Linked DNA regions of Zea mays: region 2 is linked to region 1. The links are chromatin contacts, called in public Hi-C maps. All regions are on one chromosome and are shown on one strand. The core of a region is the stretch at or near the end of the contact, and the rest is flanking DNA. Distances in the headings are between cores, read along the strand shown.

Region 1 (4,214 bases), core at 423-2,922:
AATTCTAAGGAGCCAAATGGTTCAACGTTTGAGCATAATTTTCCATTTTTATACCCACTCCATCCTATATGGAACCAATCCAAACAACAACAAATTGAGAGCGGAGCTGCTCCATTCCACCATACTCCAGAACCAAACGCTACCTTAGAGAACATTATGTAGTGTAAATGGGTAATACAAAATGATGTTGGAGGGTTATACCTTGTCCTGACCCCCGACATCCCAGACCGTGAAGCTAATGTTCTTGTACTCAACAGTTTCAACATTGAAACCTGCATTTCAAAAAAAAACATTTATCTTGTAAGACAAAGAAAACTGAAGCATAAAAACAAAACACAGTAATGTCATCATATGATAATCATAAGAAAATAGGAATGCAGAACACAATAAACACTTTTGTCACCAAAATTTAATGATTGAAACTCAGTTCCTTTTTAGTGAAGCGCTCTACAACTATTGTAAAATATCATGATGTTGAAAACTTGCATTACAAGAAATACTGCTATTAATACATTGTTGCCCCATCATGCTTTACATTTTTTTCTTTCTTAATTTTTCTTCATCCTGATGCTAATGTCTAAATTAGCTTTCCAATAGTCCAAAAGCCAAAACAGGAGATTTAAACAACAGAAAGAAAACTGCAGTTTTCACTGGCTATAATAAAACAATAGTATTTTCAAGTTGGAACAATAGACCAAGCAAGAAGATGAGCATTTTATTGTGATCACCTAACAGAATTTCATTAAGCTATATCATATCAGAGTTTCTATAGACAGGAAACAAATATGATACATTAAAAGAATCCATGAAACATAGACAGTAAACTAAAAGACAATGAATTGTTCTCTAGAGTGATAGTAATTGCATTTTGTTCCATCCAACCAAATATGTGGGTCATTTCGTCATGATATGAACGGCTCATTGAATGGCCCCTGTAATCGTATTCAAGCATCAGGGCAAACAAACGATCATGTATCGTTTAACCCCCAACCACTCATGTATTTACAGATCGCGCATCGTACGGATCCATCATTTAACAGAGCATTCTTCACAACCTAATCGAACATGATCCAACAACGTTGGAAAGGCAAAAGTTGGACTCACCGATGGTGGGGATGGTTGTGACGATCTCGCCGAGCTTGAGCTTGTAGAGGATGGTGGTTTTACCGGCGGCGTCGAGACCGACCATAAGAATCCGCATCTCCTTCTTGGCGAAGAGCCGGCTGAAGAGCTTCCCGAACGCGAGCCCCATCTTCCTCCGCGCCCGCTACCTTCACCACCTGCAGAATCGTCAACCGTTCATTCATTCCGCGCTCAGATCTCCCCCAAGCCTAGCATACAAGTATACAACGGATCGCGAATCTCCCCGGCGCGTCCAGGCGACGGCGCCGCGGATCTGAACCGACCCGATCCAGACCCAACCGCACGGATCGGGCAGATCACACGCTGCCGAACGGAGATCTACCGCGCGCGGCAGCCGGAGATGGATCGGGAGCAGAGATCTGACAGCGCAAGGAGCTCAGATCTGGGAGAGGGTGGGGGAGGGATGGGTTAGGGGCAGGCTCACCGCTGACTGCGAAATCCGGAGGAGGAATGGTGGATCGGGGGCGGTGGGGAGACCTGAGGGCAAGGGGGAGGGGAGATATTAACGCCGCGCTTTGTGCCGGCTGGCGGGGTGGGGACGTGGGGTGGGGTGTGTGGGCTGGGCTGGGCTTCCTGATCGTTGCTGCCGTTGCAATTTCCGAATATCATTTTATTAACTAAATTTTGACTTATATACTTTTAAATTCTAAGTCGAAGTATATAAAAAATTTGGATCGGTTTTCATATCTCGCTTAGTATCCGGAACGGTAAATTTCACCAAAATCCGATGGAAACCGAGCGAGAAATTCTTCTCTGTGTCTAAGGATGGCAATGGGTACGGTTATGGGTAAATAACCGCGAATAATTATCCATTGGATATTGGTATGGTGGAATTTAATATCCGCGGGTACGGTTATGGATATAATAAGGTATCCGCGGATATTTTTTCGCGGGTATGGATATCCAGTATCCATACTCGTTACCCAATGGATATCTAACATGTGGGCCATCCGGATTTATATATTATCATAAATTCTTATTTTTCAATTTTTATCCATAACATGTTGTTTGGTGCTGAAATTATCATTTAATGCTATTAGAATGATAATTATTTTGAAATGTAATAAAATTGATGTTTGGTGTTTAATCCTAAAATTGTAGTGGGCGGGCGGGTAACGGGTATCCACTGGATAACGGATACCCGGCGGGTACGGGTATGGATACAGATCCATACCCACGAACGTTTATGGGTACGGGTATGGGTTGAGTTTTGTCTCGTGGGTATGGATTTGCGAACTATATATTCGTGTACTACCCGCCCGATTGCCATCCCTATCTGTGTCGGACCCGGACCTCCACTCCAACGAATGACTAGGATTGGTCCCAGTGGCATTCCGCGTTAAATCACCGACTGGTCCAATTTTAGTTCGTTTCGACTGCTTTTTGTGGGGATGTGGACATTTGGGTTCGAAGCACGAAAAATAACATGACCTATGCACGAACCGATATGATTCGGTTTGGGCCGATGTCATGGCTTATGAGTGGCCACGGGCACGATCCGTTTAAAATAGACATGAAATTGTCTATATAGAGGCACGAAAATATTCATATATTTATTAAATCGTACTTTGTTTCATACTTTCGTTTATTTGATAAAAAACACAAAACTAGAGATGTAGCTAGTTAGATGTTTTTTAAGCTTCGAATTAGAGTATGTGATGTAATTTTACTTTGTTATGAACATTAGACAATGAATTGAACTTACTAACTCTATATGGAGCTGGTTTTACTCTTTTCCTTCTAACAAAAGAATTTTTAACGAGGTAGTTATTTGGCACTTGTTTCTGATTGCTATATGATATCAAAAACAAGGCAACACAAGTTAGAGGGTTGAAACATTCTCCCTTTTTCATATCTCTTCTTCGAAGGGGTAGCTTCAAGGGAGAAGGAATAAATGAAGAATGTACGTGAAGTGAGAATGTATGAGATCGCGATGAAGAACGAAGCAAGGTACTCATCGTCATTCTTTTATTTCATCCTCCTTATCAATTGAATACACAAACGTACATTTGGCTTTACACAAGAGACAACTCGAAGGTACTTTAAAAGCTAAGAGAGGTGAATCTTAAGGCCCTCAAAAGGTGTTTTATGCATGACAGTGCTCACCTATTTATAAGGATGGGATGCAGTTTCATGTGGAATTACATACACGCCCACAAGGTTTACAATTATGATTTACAAACATCACGAGGTCATTAATGTCTTTTCCTTTCCTTTCCTTTCCTGTTGCACAAGTCTTCAACTTTTTTCCTTCGTTGTTACTGCACACAAAGCTTTTTCTATGCCGAGGTTGGCTTGTACCTCCGTCGTTCGCATATACTGTCGAAACTTCATTGCACTCTACTTCGGCCAAAGTCAATCTTCGTATGTCTCTACATATGTGCCTGAAACACATTTTCTTATACCGAAGGTGAGTCGTTCTGAGGACCTTCGACAAGATAGACCCCCAACAGTAGTTATTGCATAGCTCTAGTAATAACTTAATAGGAATATTAAGCTTCCTTTTGGTCAAATTTATTTGTCTTATCTTTTATTTTTTCTTAAATATGTTTTGAATTTTCGGATCTAATGTAAATTTCGGGCCATAAACTGAATTTCGACATCCTTATAATTTCGGCTCGCCCGAAATGAGTCTAACACGTTTAAGCAACTTCGTGTCAGTCCTATGGGCCGGGCCAACACAACCCGAAATAAATACGGGCCAGACCAAGTCGGACCAAAATTCAAACAGACCGAGCTTTTTTAGCTTGGATCGGGTCGAACCGTGCAGCCCGAATGTACACCTATATATGTGGGGATGTCAACATCGACTAAGGTCTTGTTCGGTTAGGGGTGGAGTGAGGGGTATTGGATGGGATTCAATCCACCTCAAATCGAACAAACCAGAAGGTCTTGTTTAGATACTCTCGAATTCACCTCAATCCAGATGTATTGAAGTGTATTAAGGGTGTGTTCGCTTTCCTCTCAATCCATGTGGATTAGATGAGATTGGATGGGTTTAAATCCGAACAACTCAAAATCCTTCATAATGTTTTCCAATTACATCCAATCATATGGGACAGAAATAAATG
Region 2 (4,240 bases), core at 710-3,209, 610 kb after region 1:
ATGAGATGGACCAGCTATGACCTCTAAATCTAGGCTACTATCTGCACTTCTAACAAAAGATTGGATGAAATGGGCATACAAATGCCAACCTTTGCAAGCAATGGACTATTAGAATGTCCAAGTCAAGTTTGAAGGATAGCTTACGATATGTACTATCCTTCAGAGGAACACTTCCATTATGATAGTCATCTCCAGAAACCCTTCTGTGCTTCTGAGCAGGTGTTGTCAATTTTGCTGGTGATGTCCGTCTTAACGTGCTTCCTAATCGAAACTCTTCAGAAGTATCATTTTCAATATTGATTACATGAGTTTCTCCTACAAAATCAGTATCAGTAGTGATTCTCAGTAACTGGAAAATTGTTTTGTCAATCAATAACTAGAGCAATTCAACAAGACAAGAACATAGCTGATATTCCAACAAGGCTATTAAATGGTTGGGGTATGATTATGCAAACCTTGTGTAGCACAACATTCATCTGGATAAGTCCTCCCTGTATCAGCAATTGCATGACTTCTAGGCGAAATGTTACTCCTATTTGATTGAATCTTTGAAGGTTCTCCTACAGAACTTCCAAGAAAATAATTACTTTGTCTAGAGTGATCGTCCCGATTTTCGGAAAGAAGAGGCCTATCTATATCCTCCTCCTGCAAGTGGAGAGTGTAAACCATTGAGACACCAATACAAGTACATCTGCGTTGCAATTAAAGAAAAGAAGAGCTTGATGTAGATCATGTAGTGAAAATGCCTCAGTACACAATTACATTCCAGTATAACTAGTTATCGTAAGCATTGCATGAAAGGCAAAGATCAATTGATGTGGCTAGTGGCTACCACTCCACAGAAATTATTAAGGAAAGTGCCAAGTCTATGGCTAAGACCATGCATATTGAATTACTTTCGGCACAGATTTTTATTTCCTTTTAGTTTATGACTGATCTGCTTGTGTGAGGAAAGAAGTTCAATAACCAAAGCTCCTGCACAATAATATTGAAATGAAGAAAGCCCAAATTTAATACTTCTTTCAGATTCCTGATTAAGTTCCATTGCCTAGCTCACAGAATCCAGCATGTTCTGGTGCACGGAGAGGTAGAAATCAGCTAAAATGTTTCTTCTCATTAGGGAGTAGATTTTGTTTTTGTCCGCTTGGGAGCTAGATACTAATCATTTATCATGGTCCATCAACTACGAAAATACAATAAGCAATGATTTGATACCATGATCACCGAACAACAAAATGTAACAACAATACTTTTCTCACGCTGCTGACCAATTAATAGCGATCGATGCCAACGCAAGCAGCAACTACAGCGGTACAGCCTAATCAACCTTAAGCATGCAACTACAGTGGAACACATCAAACAGCCTCAAACCATCAATGCGATATGTATCTACAAGACTACCAGATTAGTCAAGAAAACGAGCCAGAAACAGAATCACGAACGTTTGAGGAAAACACACAACGAAAAAATGCGCCGTAAGAATTCTCTGCTAATGGCGCGGCACCAAGAACGCACCCCCCCCCCCCCCCCCCAAAAAAAAAAAAAATCGACCGGTGATCCCTGTGTCTGTGTGTATTTTTCCAGGAAACACCGGGACCAGCGATCCGCGTCAAAAACATCGAGGTTTCGAGGCAACAAGAAGGGACAAGAAAGCTTGGATTTTGACCTGGACAGCGACCGGGGTCGAGGCCTCCGCCGCGGCCTGGAGCGGGCGGCGCTGCCGCCGCCACCACCACCATCGCCGGAAGGCGAAGACGACGAGGACGAGGACGAAGATGGCGAGCGCGGCTATGGCAGCGGCGACAAACACCAGAGGAGGGGCGGCCATGGAGAAGGAGAGGGAGAGGGGATCAGGGAAGGGGACTAAGATGGCTGCATCGCCATCGCCATTTCTTCGCTGTACGCGAGCGCGTGTTTAAGCTACTCTGTTGTCCGTGGGTTTCTTGGGGAGCCTATTTTTAGAAGGTAAAGCACATTTTGGGGGTTTTCTCGGTCGCTGGACACATGAATCTTGAGCGCCTGCCCACATTTTTCTTGCGAAGTTTTACTTTTCAGTTTCTTGTTAGGTGGTTTTATGATTGATCTTATTTTCAGAACAATTTTATTTATTTTTTGTAGCATTTTATATTTACAGCAAGTAGCATATAATTGGTTGCTGTTTTTAGACAAGTTTTTTAAGTTAAAACAATGGTTTCATAATATTGAAAATCGTGGTTTTTCTTTTCTTACATAATCTTAAAATCCATTTTGTTGTGCATACCTAGCTTCAGGAGGACTACATATAAAAGTATATGTATCTCATCTATGTCTCGTTTGACGTAGCTCGACTTTATTGGTAAAGCTATTATTTTGACCAAAGTTAGTTTAGATGTTTATTTGAAAAAACAGTTTAACATGATAGGTCAAAAGAATAAAATAACTATAATACCTTTCTCTATTTTTTTTCTTCTTCTTCCCATATCTCATGTTTTCCCTTCATGGTCTAGCTCCTCCCCAACACTCGTGACCTCATGTGAAAGAAAAAGGATGACCACCAGAGAGATAAATTAGGCTTTTCTAAAATTTCTCATAAAAAATAAATCTTAATCATAAACTCAATTTCACCTAAGTACCTAAAGATATGACAAAGTTTGCATCCTAATTTCCAACTCTATACTAACATGACAAATCTATGAATATAGATGCTTGAATTGAATTGCTCAAAAATAAATATGTAAAGTAAGGAAATGGTTGGAGACCTCAATGTTTTCTCGAGGTTATCGAGGGTCAGCACTTCCCAGTAATATTCGTTCGAATACCCACACAAGGGTGTCGCTCCCCCTTGGTCTAATGCTCCTGAACGGCAACGAGGACACTGGTGGCGAGGGGAGAGGACTCTAGTGGCTGGGAGCTCGAAGTGGAGTAAGCAGGGCGTGCGAGGATCGGGTTTTGTAGGTGCACGCCAATGATTGAAGGGGAGAGGGCACCTGTGGGAGCAGCGTGGTCGTTCACCCATTAAATACTGATGGACACACTCGGTTAATGTCGTGGGCATCTAGGGAGGAAAGAGGGGGAGCAAATGCTAGAGTGAATGTTCATGGTGTTCGTTGTCAGGTGACGTGCATAGTGGCAGTGTTCGAGTTGCACAGGGGCGAGATCAACGGCGGGATGTCCACTGGATAATAACAAGCACAACAAAGGGTTGGGGATGACACACGAGCTCCACACGTCAAAGGGAGACATGACGCGCATGCAAGGCAAGCGGTTGACAAAGCGGTCCCCTTTAAGAGAGAGTGGGTGTGAGCACGGGCATGGGCGCCTACTAGACTGAAAACATATGGCCTCGCGTGGCACTGTTTTATCTTTTTCCATTTTCCAAATTTGAATTTAGGTTTGATTTTCAAATTCAAATCAAATGCACTCCAAATCACTTCAAAATTTTACCAAAATTAGAAATATCCATAAAACATTTAGGTGAAGTTTGAGCTCATTTATTGTCAGGATTTGTATACAAAATTAATTTCCCACCTTTTTCTTATTAGGGTAAAATAGATAGAAATTAAGTTAAAAAGGGAAAAAATCTTCTCAAGATCTGCAACATATTGTTTGAGAATTTAGGGAAAAAATTGTATCATGCCAAAGTAGGGTGTTATAGACCCCCTTAAGGACTAGTTTGCCCCCATAGATCCCCACTAATTCCCTAGTCACCAAATCAGCCCTAAAAAATCTTGTCTCGAGATTTTAGGTCAGGCCAGAAGAAGAGGTTGGGGTAATTGGCTCGGATATCGTTCTCTCGGTCCCAAGTGGCCTCATATGTCGTGTGGTGACTCTATCTGACCTTACGGATTCTCACCACTTTCCTTCATGTATACCTTTCGATTGTCCTCAAGTTTTTGACTAGTTGTTGTATGTAGGTTAGGTCTTCTTATGTGTTCAAGTTTTCTATTGGTAGTTGCTCATTTGGTGCTCTCAGATACTTTTTGAGCTGAGATATGTGGAACACATCATGTACATCTACCGAACTCTTAGGTAGCTCCAACTAATAGGCTACCTCACCTTTCCGTTCCAAGACCTTGAAGGGTCAAATATATCTGGGCAATAGCTCGCCCTTTACCTTGAACCTACACAATCCTCTAATAATGGATGTCTTTAGATTGATGAAGTCTTCCACCTCAAAGGCTAGGTCTATTCTCTTGTTATCAGCATAGCTTTTCTACCATGATTGGACAATCTTCATATTCTCCTTGGCCATCTTCACTTT

The links. A called contact is a pair of places that touch in the nucleus more often than the background predicts.
Region 2: a contact with region 1 is called in a Hi-C map of leaf, with 5 times the contacts expected there. The contact joins the promoter of LOC100285824 here to the promoter of LOC100280918 in region 1. A contact is called at or near these places in 2 of 25 Hi-C or Micro-C datasets (leaf and tassel).

Annotation. Positions count from the first base shown.
Region 1 is chr2:164,605,206-164,609,419 of Zm-B73-REFERENCE-NAM-5.0, forward strand. LOC100280918 (ADP-ribosylation factor 1) reads right to left here and starts at 1,673. Exons shown (of 7, transcript NM_001371433.1): 1 at 1,568-1,673; 2 at 1,105-1,280; 3 at 202-272. The coding sequence starts at 1,252.
Region 2 is chr2:165,218,606-165,222,845 of Zm-B73-REFERENCE-NAM-5.0, forward strand. LOC100285824 reads right to left here and starts at 1,960. Exons shown (of 13, transcript NM_001158714.3): 1 at 1,667-1,960; 2 at 456-645; 3 at 145-315; 4 at 1-41. The coding sequence starts at 1,828.